Regions from separate parts of the Mus musculus genome. Here regions 2 and 3 are each linked to region 1. Evidence: chromatin contacts called from public Hi-C and HiChIP or PLAC-seq data. All regions are on one chromosome and are shown on one strand. Each heading gives the region's core, a stretch centred on a gene start, on an enhancer-like site or on the middle of the called end of the contact. The rest is flanking DNA. Distances are from core to core; before and after follow the strand shown.

Region 1 (3,926 bases), core at 1,114-3,613:
GAGTGGGAAGGGACCAAGATCTGGCCTCTCAGGCCTATATACACACATGTATGGTTGGCCACGGTGTCCCTTTAATTGCTCACATCTTTTGGAGTGGAAGGTACTCCTGTTGGGGGGAGATTTGTTCTCGGCCCTTCTCTGGACACGCTAGTAGATCCTTGACTTGGGGCAGTGTCACTCATGATGCTTTCCGTGTATGAATCTGTGCCCAGTCTTTCCCCTTTTATAATGACCACAGTTATAACAGTTATATGGGAGGTACACACCACCTTGGCTCCCACTGTATTACATATAACCTTCCTGTTTGTGTCTGCAAACTGTCCATTGAAGCCCTTCTTCCAACCTGGCACATAGTGTATGCGTCTATAACAACAATAGCAATTATTGATGCTCCTGCCTTCTGAGGTTGTGCAACAGGGCTTGACGTGAGAAGCTTCATGCTCCCTCTAGACTGTGAGACTCAGCCAGCCTCTGCGCACCAACAAAACAAAGGTGACAAAGGCTATCTTCCAAGATGCTTTGTAACAGACAGACATAAGAAGTTGGGCAGTTATGGCAGCGAGCAAAAAGGGTCATGCCATGACTCACCTTAATTCCAAACCTGAATATAGGTTCCTCCAGGTTCACTTGAAAGGCATTGATGCTGGCTTACAAACAAACAAACAAACAAACAAACAAACAAGCAGCCTTGACCAAGGGGAGAACTGGAAGCCAACACAGAAAAGCAAGTGGGTGAGGTTTACTTACGAACTTAGCATTTAAATGACTTCACTATGAGTCTTTCTTTTTCATGTAGTCAGGATATTTTTCAGATGTTCTTTAATAAAATCATTAGGGTAGAAAAAGCACACAACATCAAGTAACAAGTGACTCTATGCCTAATGTGGAGAGTTGAGAATCTTGCAGACTTGATAGTATTTAGAGACAATTGGGAATCAGGTGATGACAAGGATGCTTTTTCAAGGCAGTGCCCTAAGGATGGGGCCAGACCATCTTCTCAGCATCAGCTGACGCTCTCCGTGGGTTTCTGCCAAAAGAACACGGAGAGAGAAATGACCAGAAAATGAGGCTGCAGAGCAGTAGGTGTGAACCTTCATGGAAGGAGCAGGGACTGGGGTGAAAACAGTTAGCTTGGGTGCTGACTGGGGCCAGGCAGGCTCTGAGCTGGGAGTGTCTTACAGCGGGAGTCCGCTCCAAGAACAGGGATTAACTGGTTTTCAAGTGGTTCCAGCAAACCTTCAGTATGAACTGTTGGAGATGTTGAGTAGGAAGATTTTTGTAAAAACGACAAGTTCATGTGGCTCAAACTAATTCTAGAGAAAATCTCAAATCCTAATTCCTGTACCTATATAATGTGTGGGGGGGGGGGCACAGGCTCTTACCCTGGGAATTCTCAGGGTCTTCTAAAACAGTCTGGTCAGGATGGACTGAAAGTGAAAATTTGGAAGCGGGGCCTCTAGTAGGAAGAACAGCATATGGGCTGCAAAATTTTGTGAGAGACAGTTCCTGGTGCACCCGTGGGATCCAGAGGTGGCACAAGCTCCTGGCATCTGTTCTACTCTCAGGGTCCTCTGGGACTCTCTCTAAAGGAGAACAGGGGAGCGATCTCAGGGGGCCATCCTGAGTGAGCACCGAATGAAATTCTGTCCGGTCCCTTCCCTTAGTGAATGGACATCACCAAGATCCGCAACTGAGGCGAATCTGTCCCTGCCACTTGTTCAGCTGGAAGTAAACGTCTCGCCATCATTTGCATGGCCAGCTCCTATTTAAGGAGAGAGCCGCGCTATTTTATCTCTCCTTTCAGCCCTCCCTCACCCATCCCTGCACCTAGACCTCACAGCTTCCTTGGACATTGCAGGGCTTTATTCTTGCTCAGGTCAATAGGCAAAGCTTTCACTACCCACCCAGGTGGTGGGCAAATCAGTCACTTAAAGCGCCTTGCATGTGTGACCTGGGATTCTCGGGGTTTCTCGGTGGGCACTGAGTGAGGGGTCCTCTTGGGAGCTGAGTGAGGGCTCCTCTTGGGTGACCTGGTTCTGCTTGCGGAGGGGATACAAATCTAACAGAGCTGTTCCTCCCTCTACTGGGAATTTCTGCGTTTTTTAAACGCCTCCGAAGACTCATAGAGGGGTGGGCTCCACTGTACATAGGAGGGGAAACCGAGGCTCAAAGAGTCAGGAGTGGTGCCCAAGGTCACGTGGCCCCTTGGGCGTGCGGGATCCCGGGCGCTGAGTTGGGCGCGGACTCTGTCCGCCCAGGATCGGGGCTCTTGGGGCTCGCCTGTCGCAGCACGGTCGCCGCAGAGGACCACTGCCGGGGCGCGGGCGGGCGCCAGTGCGCAGGCGCGGCGGGCGGGAGGGGACGCGCTCGGGGCGCGCGCGCTGGGCAGCCGGCGCCCCAACTCCGCCCGCCCCGCGCCCCGGCGCCTCGCCGCCCGCCGCCCGCCCGCCCCGGGGCCGCCGGCCGGCGCCCCGGCGCCCCGGGCCGGCGAGGGGCGCGCCCGTGGCCGCGGCCGCTGCATGGCGCTGAGATGGCGGGGGCGCCGCGCGGCCAAGGCGGCGGCGGAGGCGCGGGCGAGCCCGGGGGCGCAGAGCGGGCGGCCGGGCCGGGCGGCCGGCGTGGGTTCCGGGCGTGTGGCGAGGAGTTCGCGTGCCCCGAGCTGGAGGCGCTGTTCCGCGGCTACACGTTGCGGCTGGAGCAGGCGGCCACGCTGAAAGCGCTGGCTGTGCTCAGCCTACTGGCGGGCGCCCTGGCGCTGGCTGAGCTGCTGGGCGCACCGGGGCCAGCGCCGGGCCTCGCCAAGGGGTCGCACCCAGTGCACTGCATCCTTTTCCTGGCGCTGTTCGTGGTCACCAATGTCCGATCCCTGCAGGTGTCCCAGCTGCAGCAGGTCGGTCAGCTGGCGCTGTTCTTCAGCCTCACCTTCGCGCTACTCTGCTGCCCCTTCGCGCTGGGCGGCCCCGCGAGGAGCTCTGCAGGAGGCGCAATGGGCTCGACGGTCGCCGAGCAGGGGGTTTGGCAACTCCTTTTGGTCACCTTCGTGTCCTATGCCTTGCTGCCCGTGCGCAGCCTACTGGCCATCGGCTTCGGGCTGGTGGTGGCTGCCTCGCACTTACTGGTCACAGCCGCCTTGGTCCCTGCCAAGCGCCCACGTCTCTGGAGGACGGTAAGTGGCACCACGAGTCCCCCATTGGGTTGGAGACACATCTGCCAGCAGCACTGGAGGTGGCAGGAGTTTAACGTTCTTCCTATGGAGAAGGTGGGGAAACTGAGGTTCTGAAGGTGGGACAGGTGTTCAAGGTCAACAGCAAACTGAGGATGCAGTGGAGGAGCTAGCACCCTCCACCCGGTGTTTCTTACGAGATAAGAGTCCCTAGCGTCTTTAGGGTGGAGACGAGAGACTGGTGTGTGGTGGTGGTGGTGGTGGTGACAGGCCCAAGGTCAGGCAGTAGGGTACCGAGCTCAAGTGGGGGACCCAAGCCTGATCCACCGCGCCGGGTTGTACCCGTGTCCCTCAGTAGAGGTACTGAAAAGTGGGAGGGTGCGCGGTCTCCAGGCCAGGCTTCTAGGCTGGCAGAGCGCGCAGCCCCTGGGTTCCTCTCCAGCTCGCCTGGAGCGCATCTGGGGCTCGCTTCTCAATTTCGCGGACCCGAGGGAGCAGTTAGTGGGAAGGGAAGCACTTTGAACCCCACCAGTATCGCTAACCACCCCGGTGTGAATCCGAATTCTGCCCTGAAGGAGAGGAGTTTGCCAAGGTCACACATAGTCTGGTCTCCACAGCTTCTGCTCCCAGTCCTAACCCTGGCTCCATGGAGCCTGAACTTTGTCTCTTTCAACTTGGGTGGGCGAGGGGGCTGCCGGGCCAAGGGCATAGGACTTGACTCCTCCTGGGGATTCTCCTGGACCCCAGAGGTTCCCGTTCCCCA
Region 2 (4,284 bases), core at 188-2,687, 360 kb before region 1:
TGGTGGTCTCAGAGGGCGTCTCTTGGATTCATTCCTAGGATCAGGATTCCTGGATTGCGTACTGGCCGTTTGTATCCTTAATTAGATGGATGCTAACCTGCTGCTTTCAGAGATTGAGAGGGAGGTTCCAGCTTAGCCACAGCTTGGTGGTACACAGCTTTCTATATTTGTGTTGATCCTATTGGGTATAAGTGACATTTCACTTTAAAATTTACGCTTTAGCAGTAATGGCTGTCAGTGTGTCTTCAGAGCTGCTACCAGGCTGGCTTTTTCTGTCTGTGGTAGTCTGTTTATAAACCTCCATCTGTTGGCATTTCTTGTTCTCCCTGGATGTGACCTGCAGAGCTTTGGGATTGGTCTGATGGGTTGGGGGTGGGGAATGGAGAAACAGCCCCCCCCCCCCCCCCCCCGCAAAGGCTGGGATCCTGTGCACCATGCACTCTGATGGAGACACACCAGCAAGCAGTGCAAAAACTCAGCGCATCTATTATATGCAGCATAGTGAGGAGGTGGGCTAGCTGATCTCTGTAGGGGAGAAGTCTCAGGCTGCAGTCACTTCCTGGAGGAGGAAGTCCCTGAGCCTGACCTAGGGAAGGCCTCGCCATTCCCATAGATCCTCGACATAGCTGTGCCTTCGTCAACTATACACATTCACTCGGGACTTTGTCCTCTTCCCATCCCTACTCAGCACAGGAATTCCTAATATGGTCCAGGTGTTCTGGATTCTATTTTCTTGTCCATTTCATGTGGTGGTTTAAAGGCAGACTCTACCCTGGAGATCAGGTGTTCAAGCACTGGGCCTGCAGATGGTGCTGCTGTTTGCGGAGTTGGTAGGATCTGGAGCCTTACTTGGAGGAAGTACATCACTGGTGGTGGGATTTGAGAGTTTTTAGTCGTACCCTACTTCCGGTTTGCTTTCTCTGCTTCCCACGTGCCACTGAGATGTGATTTTCAGCTTCCTGCTTCTGTTGCCATACCTTTCCCGCAGTGTCGGACATCCGGCCCTTGGGAACTGTGGCAAAAACTCTTCCAAACGCTTTTGGTCATGATGGTTTGTTACTGCAACATAGAAGCTGTCACAAAGAAGACTCATGCACACAAATGGCCTCCCAATGGGAACCACAGAAGAAAGTATCTGCTTTGTGTGGGCAAGCATGTCTACGACAGTCCGGGCCTCTGGAATGTCTTCTGTCCTATTTTTGTGGATTCTTTGAAAAAGTTCACAGACAATCAAAGACCCTTCAGGAATAAATCAGGGACTTAAATCCACTTAAGGATCTTGGGAATTACATTTAAGTTGACCTTGAGAGCCACATCCTTGCTGCTGACACCACAGCTGTTAGAGAAGTGGCTCTGGGCCTCCCCTGTCGGCAGCAACATGACATCTACAAGAAGCGATGAAAGCCAAACAAAGCCGTTAGGTATAATTCACCCTAGCTCAAAATGTAACTATACTCTCATAACCCTAAACATCAAACAGCTCTTAAAATGATAGTGGTTCATAGACCACAGGAACATAGAACAGGAAGTTTGAGACGTTCAAAGTGGATGAGATTAATAGACGATAAACACACACTTTGTGTATTATACTGCACACTGTGCTACATTAAAGGGGTGGCAATTTTTAAAATATCAAACAAAAAATCAAATAAGTTATGAGCCGTGATGTATAATACTGAACTGATTAGTTTTTGTAATCTTTGTACAATCATTTGTGTTTTAGGAATCTTAGTAACATCCTTTGAATCATGTCTAAGATCTTCAAGCTTTTCTCTTTTAATTCAAGACTGCATGAAATTGCATCTCCTGACTTCTTATTTGGTAGCTTAGCAACAGCCTCTAAATTTGCAGTTGGCTGGAGGTGGGTCCCATTCTGTTTGTTCCCATCTGAGATGGAGTTGACCCTGCTGGCAGAACTCACAAGCTTTGAAAGAGTGGCATATTTGAACCTGGAGCTTTAGAACGCCCCTCCTCACCTTCCTTCCCTAGGGTTTGTGTGTAAGTACCCTCTAGGCCCTGTTAATCAATAAAACCAGGAAAACCTTTTAAATGAAGAGCTGTATCACTCCTGAGGGAGGTAGATTGTATTTCTTAATAGACATGTCCCCTGACTGGCTGGCAGCTAAGCGCCACACTGAAAGGTGATAATTTCCACTCACGGTTGAAAAGGAAGTGATTTCTGAGTTGTGGCATGGATCTGCAAAGACACCAGGATGCATGTGTTTCTACAAACACCCCTTGCATGGAACTCACGGGGAGGGGGGGGTCAGTCCCCAGCTGAGTGAGCTGTGACCTGGGAGGGCTGTGGATGCCTCATGAACTGACGTGGGTCATTGATCATTAGGTCCACCTCCAGCACATGGCATTTCTTCTGCAAACCCAGCAGCCAGCTGCTCCTAGCCCAGAGACATGCCCTCCTTCTGGGTCTGGACCTGTTGGAGCAAGGGCTGACTGGCACTCATCCCATGTCATGGACTCTCTTAAGAGTCTCAGTTCCTTAGAATCCCTGGTGATCAGGCAGCTGACATTCTGTTGAACTCGTATGTGAGTAGGAAAGATGACAAGACAGTCAGATATTTCTGATAAGAAGACACAGTGGTGATACAAGCCTTTAATCCCAGCACCTGGGAGGCAGAGTCAGGCAGATCTCTGAGGTCGAGGCCAGCCTGGTCTACAGAGTGAGTTCCAGAAGGGCCAACGATACACAGAGAGGCCCTGTCTTGAAAAATGAGAGAGAGAGAGAGAGAGAGAGAGAGAGAGAGAGAGAGAGAGAGAGAGAGAGTCAATCCTTGGTAAAATTCCCAGGGTATGGGGCACCGTGACAGCCTTTTTTGTCACTCTGAAGGAAACGAACATTTCCTAAGGAAGGTGGTGTGACTTGGGTTGGCAGCAACGCTCCCACTTGCCACCCAAACCCTCACGTTCTTTTTTCCATGCGTTCCCTAAGCTCTGGTCTGGACGCTACAAGCTGGCATTTCTACACAAAGAGCGCCAGCCCTCCAAGCCCGAGTCTTGCCAGTCATGTATCCTTCTCCTTCCCTTACGGAAAACTCGGTCCTAAACCCACGCGCCCTCCCGTGGCCCTGCACTCAGGACCCCCTTCACCCAGCGCCACTGGACAGGACGTGTGTTTAGGTTTCCCTAGAACTCTTGGAGTCCTGCTTGCCGTCTTGCTTTCTCTCAGCACCACCCTTTCATCGAAGGTGTTTGGCTCTATCTTCAAAAACATTCCCAGAATCCAACCGTAGTCAGGCACCTCCGCGCGGGCGTAGAGTTCAGGCTGCTCGCCCCTCTTCTGAGCTTTCCTGTTTTGCCAGGTTGCCTTTCAGTGGCCGCCCAACTCATTCTGAATGGATGCCCTGCTAGCTAGCGCCTGTATTCCAGCCACACAGGCCTGCCCCTGGTGTTTGAACACCCCACGCCTTTGCCACTTCCTCTTACTGTAGAACAAACCTGGGTTACTGTTCTGATAGTACGCGTGGGAGGGGCCTTTCTCATGTATCTCTTGTCACAACATCCATCCCATCGAGAGACTCTGTCTGCTAATTCTGTCCAGTTTTTTATTAGAACATTTAACGATATTGAGAAATACTGGTTTTAAGGCATTTATTATAGAAAGGAAGAGAGAGGGAGAAAGTAGGGAGTAGAGGCTGGCCATGGCCACGTGGTGGAGGGGAGGGAGTGTGGAGAGAGGGGGAGCAAGGGAGCGAGAGGCAATATGATTTATTTTTATTTTATATGCATTAGTGTTTTGCTTGCATATTTATCTGCGTGAGGATATCAGATCCTGTGGAAATGGAGTTACAGCTGTGAGCGGCCATGTGGGTGCTGGGAATTGAACCTGGGGGTTCTGGAAGAGCAGCCAATGAATGCTCTTAACTGCTGAGCCATTTCTCCAGCCCCAATATTGATATTTTAATGTACATTGGAAAGTAATTTCTGGGAGTGTAGAGACTTTTTTTTTTCTAAATATAATCCCAGCATCCAGCACAGGTCCTGCCTCCTGCCCAGCATCCCTCGAAGGGCCTGCTTCCTGTCCCAGTATCTAGCAAAGGGCCCATCTCCTGGCAGGTGCTCATTAATTAGTATCACAATGGATTTCCTCAGTGCTGTAGCAGAGCCTCAAACACTGGCTGGGAGCTGGTGTCCTGCTGGCCCTGAATATTGAATATTGGTGTTTGATTTACTTAGAAGACAAAATACCCAGATAGCAAAAAGTTCTTGTGAGAGTGGACTCTGCTTATGTTGCCCCAGCAAGCCCATTTCCTTGGATGATTCTGCTGT
Region 3 (4,280 bases), core at 973-3,472, 460 kb before region 1:
GCATCCCATGCCCCTCCTATCCTCCTGGCTAATGCTGTCTTGCCTCATGGCGAGCTGCATGTCCCTACTCAGGTCACTTTGCACATTCATTTGAGTCTCGTGGCTTTTAGCTCAACTGTGTTAAGTGTTTCTCTGAGTGCTCCTTTTAAAAGACTCTGTAACAGCCCCTCCCTCACCTGGACCAAGGCCAAAAACACATCTCTCTGAAGTATCCACTTAAAGCCTTCCTAGTGTCTGTCCCCAGAGCTCAGTTCACGTCCTGCGTAAGAGGGGGAGGAGCAGTGCCTAGGGGCCTGCGGCTCCAGCAGGCACACAGCCAACACTGCCGGCTTTACCATGCTCACTGGTGACAGGGCAACATCGCCTGTACCGTGGCGGCTTTGTCTTTCTCAGCTACTGAGCAATTCTCAGCTGGGATGAGAGGGAAGCTGGAGGGGAGACAGCCACCTCCTTGATATCTGATCTCAGGAATGTCTGAGCGCTGGGTTCTTTGACATCAGCTGGACTCACTGACCAGAAGCTGGGCTATTAGAGCAATCAGGTCCTGACAGAAAGGGAGAGGGGTTCTTTCAGGTTCTTTGAGGGAGATGGTACCGACGTGGGTGTGGCTAGTAGCCATCACTGGGCGTTCCCAAGTTAGGCTCTTGCCTTCTCCACTTCCTAGTGTGGCCCCAGGGCAGTAGGGCAGAATTGGGCCAAGGTTAAAATGGAAGGGAAATAAAAAGCCAAGGTGTGTGTATGTTTGTGTGTGTGTGTGTATGTGTCATTCAAGGTCACCAAGCAAACTAGCTTATGACTGGGCCTGGGGAGTCCCAGCCTGGATTGCCTGTCCCCCAGCAAGAGTAAGATGGGAACTGTTAGCTCCCACCCAGGACCCTGGCACAGCACTGGCACCATCCCCATTCTTGCCCATCCTGTCCCTAGATAACTTCTTGCACCCAGCAAGGTGCCCTTGGCTTTGCCCAAGTTACACACAGCCCATCTCCAGCAGGAACCATTTAAACTTAAGAGTATCCTCCAGCCTGCAAGTGGACTGACCTCTACCAACATTTAATGCCCCCTCTTATCCAAGGTCTGCATAGGAAGACCACTGCTGGCCAGGAGAGCTGCTGTTCAGAGCCCCACCTCTCAGACGTGGTTCTGCCGGTGTCCTCTGGCTAGCCTCCCAGGTTCCATCGGCCCTACAACTCCCTTATAAGTCTAGCCGCTTGCTGCCCTAGGCACCCAACGTACCTCTAAGAACCCTCTGGTGGTCACAGGATGAGCCTGCAAGGACCCTTTGGGCCTCCCTGCTTCCAAACCTGCCACCCCACCGTCGGTCCTGGGGCCCAGCTCTCTGTGGACAATGGAATGCAATGTGGCACAGAGACACAACTAAATGGGACTTGGTCCAAAGACTACGGTCCCCACAGCCCAGAGTGAAAGGCCAAGACGCTGCCCTTCATAGCTACAAGGCTAGGAGGATGCTGTCTGCGGCGCCCAGGCCTTCACGAAATCCTGGGGCTTGGGGGTGGGGGAAAGATGCAGGTGGAGGGAATAACCGGTCTGGAAAGACAGGGGAGGGGACTGTGAGGAGGCAGAGGGATGGAGGAGAGAGAAAGCCAGAAAAGGTATTGAGCCAGAAAGGGGAGCCGGCGCGGTCTCACCTGTGCGGGATCCAGGCCCTCCTGCCTCAGGCAGCGGCAGCTCAGCGCCCGCAGCCTCCCCTGGCATGGCCTGGACGTGTGCCTGCCGATACCCCTGTCTCTCTGTCCCTCTGTCCGTCAATGCGCTCGGAGTAGCCAGCACGGCCACCGCCCCTCTGCTGGGGGGGGGGGGGGCGTAAATGACGTCAGCGCTGCCCCGCCCGCCTATCAAGCCGAGTGAGCGTGCGCCAGCGCGCCGAGCACTGCGGAGCGCCAGAGGGAGGGCGCTCATTCCCTTCGTTCACCCCATCGCCTCTCTCCCACTGCTGAGTCTAAGGCCAGAAGGCTGCGCCCTGCCCCGCCTTTCCCGCAGCATCCAAGGGGGGCCGCTTGGAGGCCAGACTCCTCCCAAGGTGACATCGCCTCTTAACTGGAAAGAGACAAAAGGTGTCTCCAGAACCAGGGGTGCGGGTTAATATGGGGAGATAGCTATATATTCTGCAGAGGGGGCAGGGCCACTTTAATAAGTGATGGCCCAACCTATCGCTCAATGACTGGACAGAGGACACAGGGAGCCCAGTGAAGGAGCCTAAGCTCCTAAGCCCCAAGATGAGCGAAAACAGCAGCTCAGGATTGGCTGGTCCTGGCAGACAGTCTCCATAGCAACTACCTCCTGTCTCTGTGGCAACGGGAGATGGAACTGAGTGCGCCAGAGAGTGGTTCCAGACAATCTCTTGGGCTGAGCTGGATCTTTGACTTCTAGCTTGGCGGTCTGCTTTGTTTCCTTCACCGTTCAGCTCTTTAGGACAGGGAAGAAATGTACCTCACTCACTATTCCCGCCAGCCCTGGGCCACACCCCCAGAGATGATGCTTACTATTTCCCTTCCTGAAATGCACTATGTTTCCATCCTGGCGTTTGCAGTGCCCAGCCCGTCCCCCCTTCCCAGTGCCAGGCACCAGATGAATGAATGACACATTGTCATCTGTGAGCTGAAGTCGGGGAAATTAGTGGCTATTGAGGCAAACAAGGAGGGAGTGTCCAATGTATAGGATCTTCTGAGTCTACAGGAAGTCAGGTGCTGTTCCCTACTTCCCTATACCTGACTTGAGGTGCACACCAAGGTACCCCTGGCACCCTTACCACATCCAAACATAAGACCAGCATCTTCTGCAAAACTGCCCCACCCTCTCTGTTGCTGACAACCCACCCCGTCCTTCTGATATTTGACTTTATAGTCCACGTAAGGACCCCTTACTTCACCTCCAAGGATCTAAGTTGATTCCTCCTGTGAAACCCCTCCTCCTTCTTTGGAGACAGGTTTTTGTTTATTTTCTATTCTGTGTAGTCCTGGCTGTCCTGGAACTCACGCTGTAGACAGGCTGGCCTGGAATTCCCAGAGATCATCTGCCTGTGCCTCTGGAGTGCTGGGACCAAAGAAAGGTGTGTGCCACCACCCAGCCCCTAGTTGCCTTTTTTGTTCCTGGTGTTTATCACGGCAACAGGAAGCAAATTAATCAATCCAGCAACTGGTACCAGAAAATGAGTTTGTGGCTGTGGTGATCTGACCATGTTTTGTGGGAAGATTGTGGAAGTATCTGGAGCTTTGGGCTGGAAAAGACCATTGGCTGCTGAGAGCTTAATGAGCTGTTGTAGGGGTTTGGAGACAGGAAAGTTGAGAGAGATACAGATGATGGAGACCAGGCTTGTTAAAGCAGCAACTTTACGGGGGGCTTTTGTATAATTTTCTTTTGAATCTGTGGTTTCTGGTTAGCTGGAGCTGAAGGGTCAGCTGTGTTTTTGTTTGTTTTTCGAGACAGGGTTTCTTTGTATAGCCCTGGCTGTCCTGGAACTCACTTTGTAGACCAGGCTGGCCTCAAACTCGCCTGTCTCTGCCTCCCGAGTGCTGGGTCTAAAGGCGTGCGCCACCACGCCCGGCTTCAGCTGTGGTTTTAACAAGAGACCAGCACCACTGAAATGAAACCTTTGCTTTCCTCAGAGACTTGACAATGGTTAGCTAGGACTAGAAAGAAAAGGTAAGCTGTGATTACTAGAGACCAGCATCACTGAGGCAAATCTGAAAAGTATTTGCTCACGTCAGCACACAGCACTTGAGACCCAGTAGGACCAAAGCTTTCTTTCAAGCTGGCAGCTGAGCTCAGCATTGGGTAAGAGTATCCCAGATGGTTTTGAAATTACTTTACTAGTACTGAAGACATGAAGGGCTATAGCGAGCAGCTGAGAACGCAGTACTTTGGAGATAGATAGTGGTCTGTAGGACCACTAGTACCAGCTGTGGGTGGAGTCTGGGAGACAGCCTTCATGTAGGAAGAGCTCAGGCCTGTTTGGAGCCCAGATTGCAGTATCTTCTAGCTACACTGCTAGAGGCTTACTTTGTAACTGTGCCCTGGTTCTTCCCTTGTGGAATACTTATTTTGTGTATTACTTATTTTGGATTTTAAAGAAGTCCACAGTTGAGAGACTGGACTTTTTTTTTTTAAGGTTTATTTATTTATTTATTTATTTATTATATGTAAGTACACTGTAGCTGTCCTCAGACACTCCAGAAGAGGGAGTCAGATCTCGTTACGGATGGTTGTGAGCCACCATGTGGTTGCTGGGATTTGAACTCCTGACCTTCAGAAGAGCAGTCGGG

The links. A called contact is a pair of places that touch in the nucleus more often than the background predicts. HiChIP or PLAC-seq counts read pairs in DNA pulled down with a chosen protein or histone mark.
Region 2: a Hi-C map of cortical neurons shows a contact between it and region 1, with 1.4 times the contacts expected there. The contact joins the enhancer-like site here to the promoter of Adcy1 in region 1. A contact is called at or near these places in 7 of 39 promoter capture datasets (cranial neural crest, embryonic stem cells, hippocampal neurons and 3 more), 2 of 484 Hi-C or Micro-C datasets (both in cortical neurons), 8 of 115 datasets of contacts at active chromatin or transcription factors (VIP interneurons, embryonic stem cells, forebrain and 3 more) and 1 of 9 other capture datasets (embryonic stem cells).
Region 3: a contact with region 1 is called in an H3K4me3 HiChIP or PLAC-seq map of embryonic forebrain, with 3 times the contacts expected there. The contact joins the promoter of Nacad here to the promoter of Adcy1 in region 1. A contact is called at or near these places in 2 of 39 promoter capture datasets (cranial neural crest and embryonic stem cells), 2 of 115 datasets of contacts at active chromatin or transcription factors (embryonic forebrain and forebrain) and 1 of 9 other capture datasets (adipose tissue).

Annotation. Positions count from the first base shown.
Region 1 is chr11:7,061,070-7,064,995 of GRCm38.p6, forward strand. Adcy1 (adenylate cyclase 1) reads left to right here and starts at 2,364. Exons shown (of 20, transcript NM_009622.2): 1 at 2,364-3,166. The coding sequence starts at 2,531.
Region 2 is chr11:6,703,569-6,707,852 of GRCm38.p6, forward strand. No RefSeq gene overlaps it. Among named protein-coding and RNA genes, the nearest start is that of Gm39575, 11 kb to the left of the region's middle. Within about 2 kb of position 1,438, at least 32 of the 459 cell types and tissues checked have an H3K27ac peak or open chromatin away from gene starts, as enhancers often do. A contact at or near this core is called in cortical neurons, where this site is marked.
Region 3 is chr11:6,603,832-6,608,111 of GRCm38.p6, forward strand. Nacad (NAC alpha domain containing) reads right to left here and starts at 2,223. Exons shown (of 8, transcript NM_001081652.1): 1 at 1,647-2,223. The coding sequence starts at 1,917.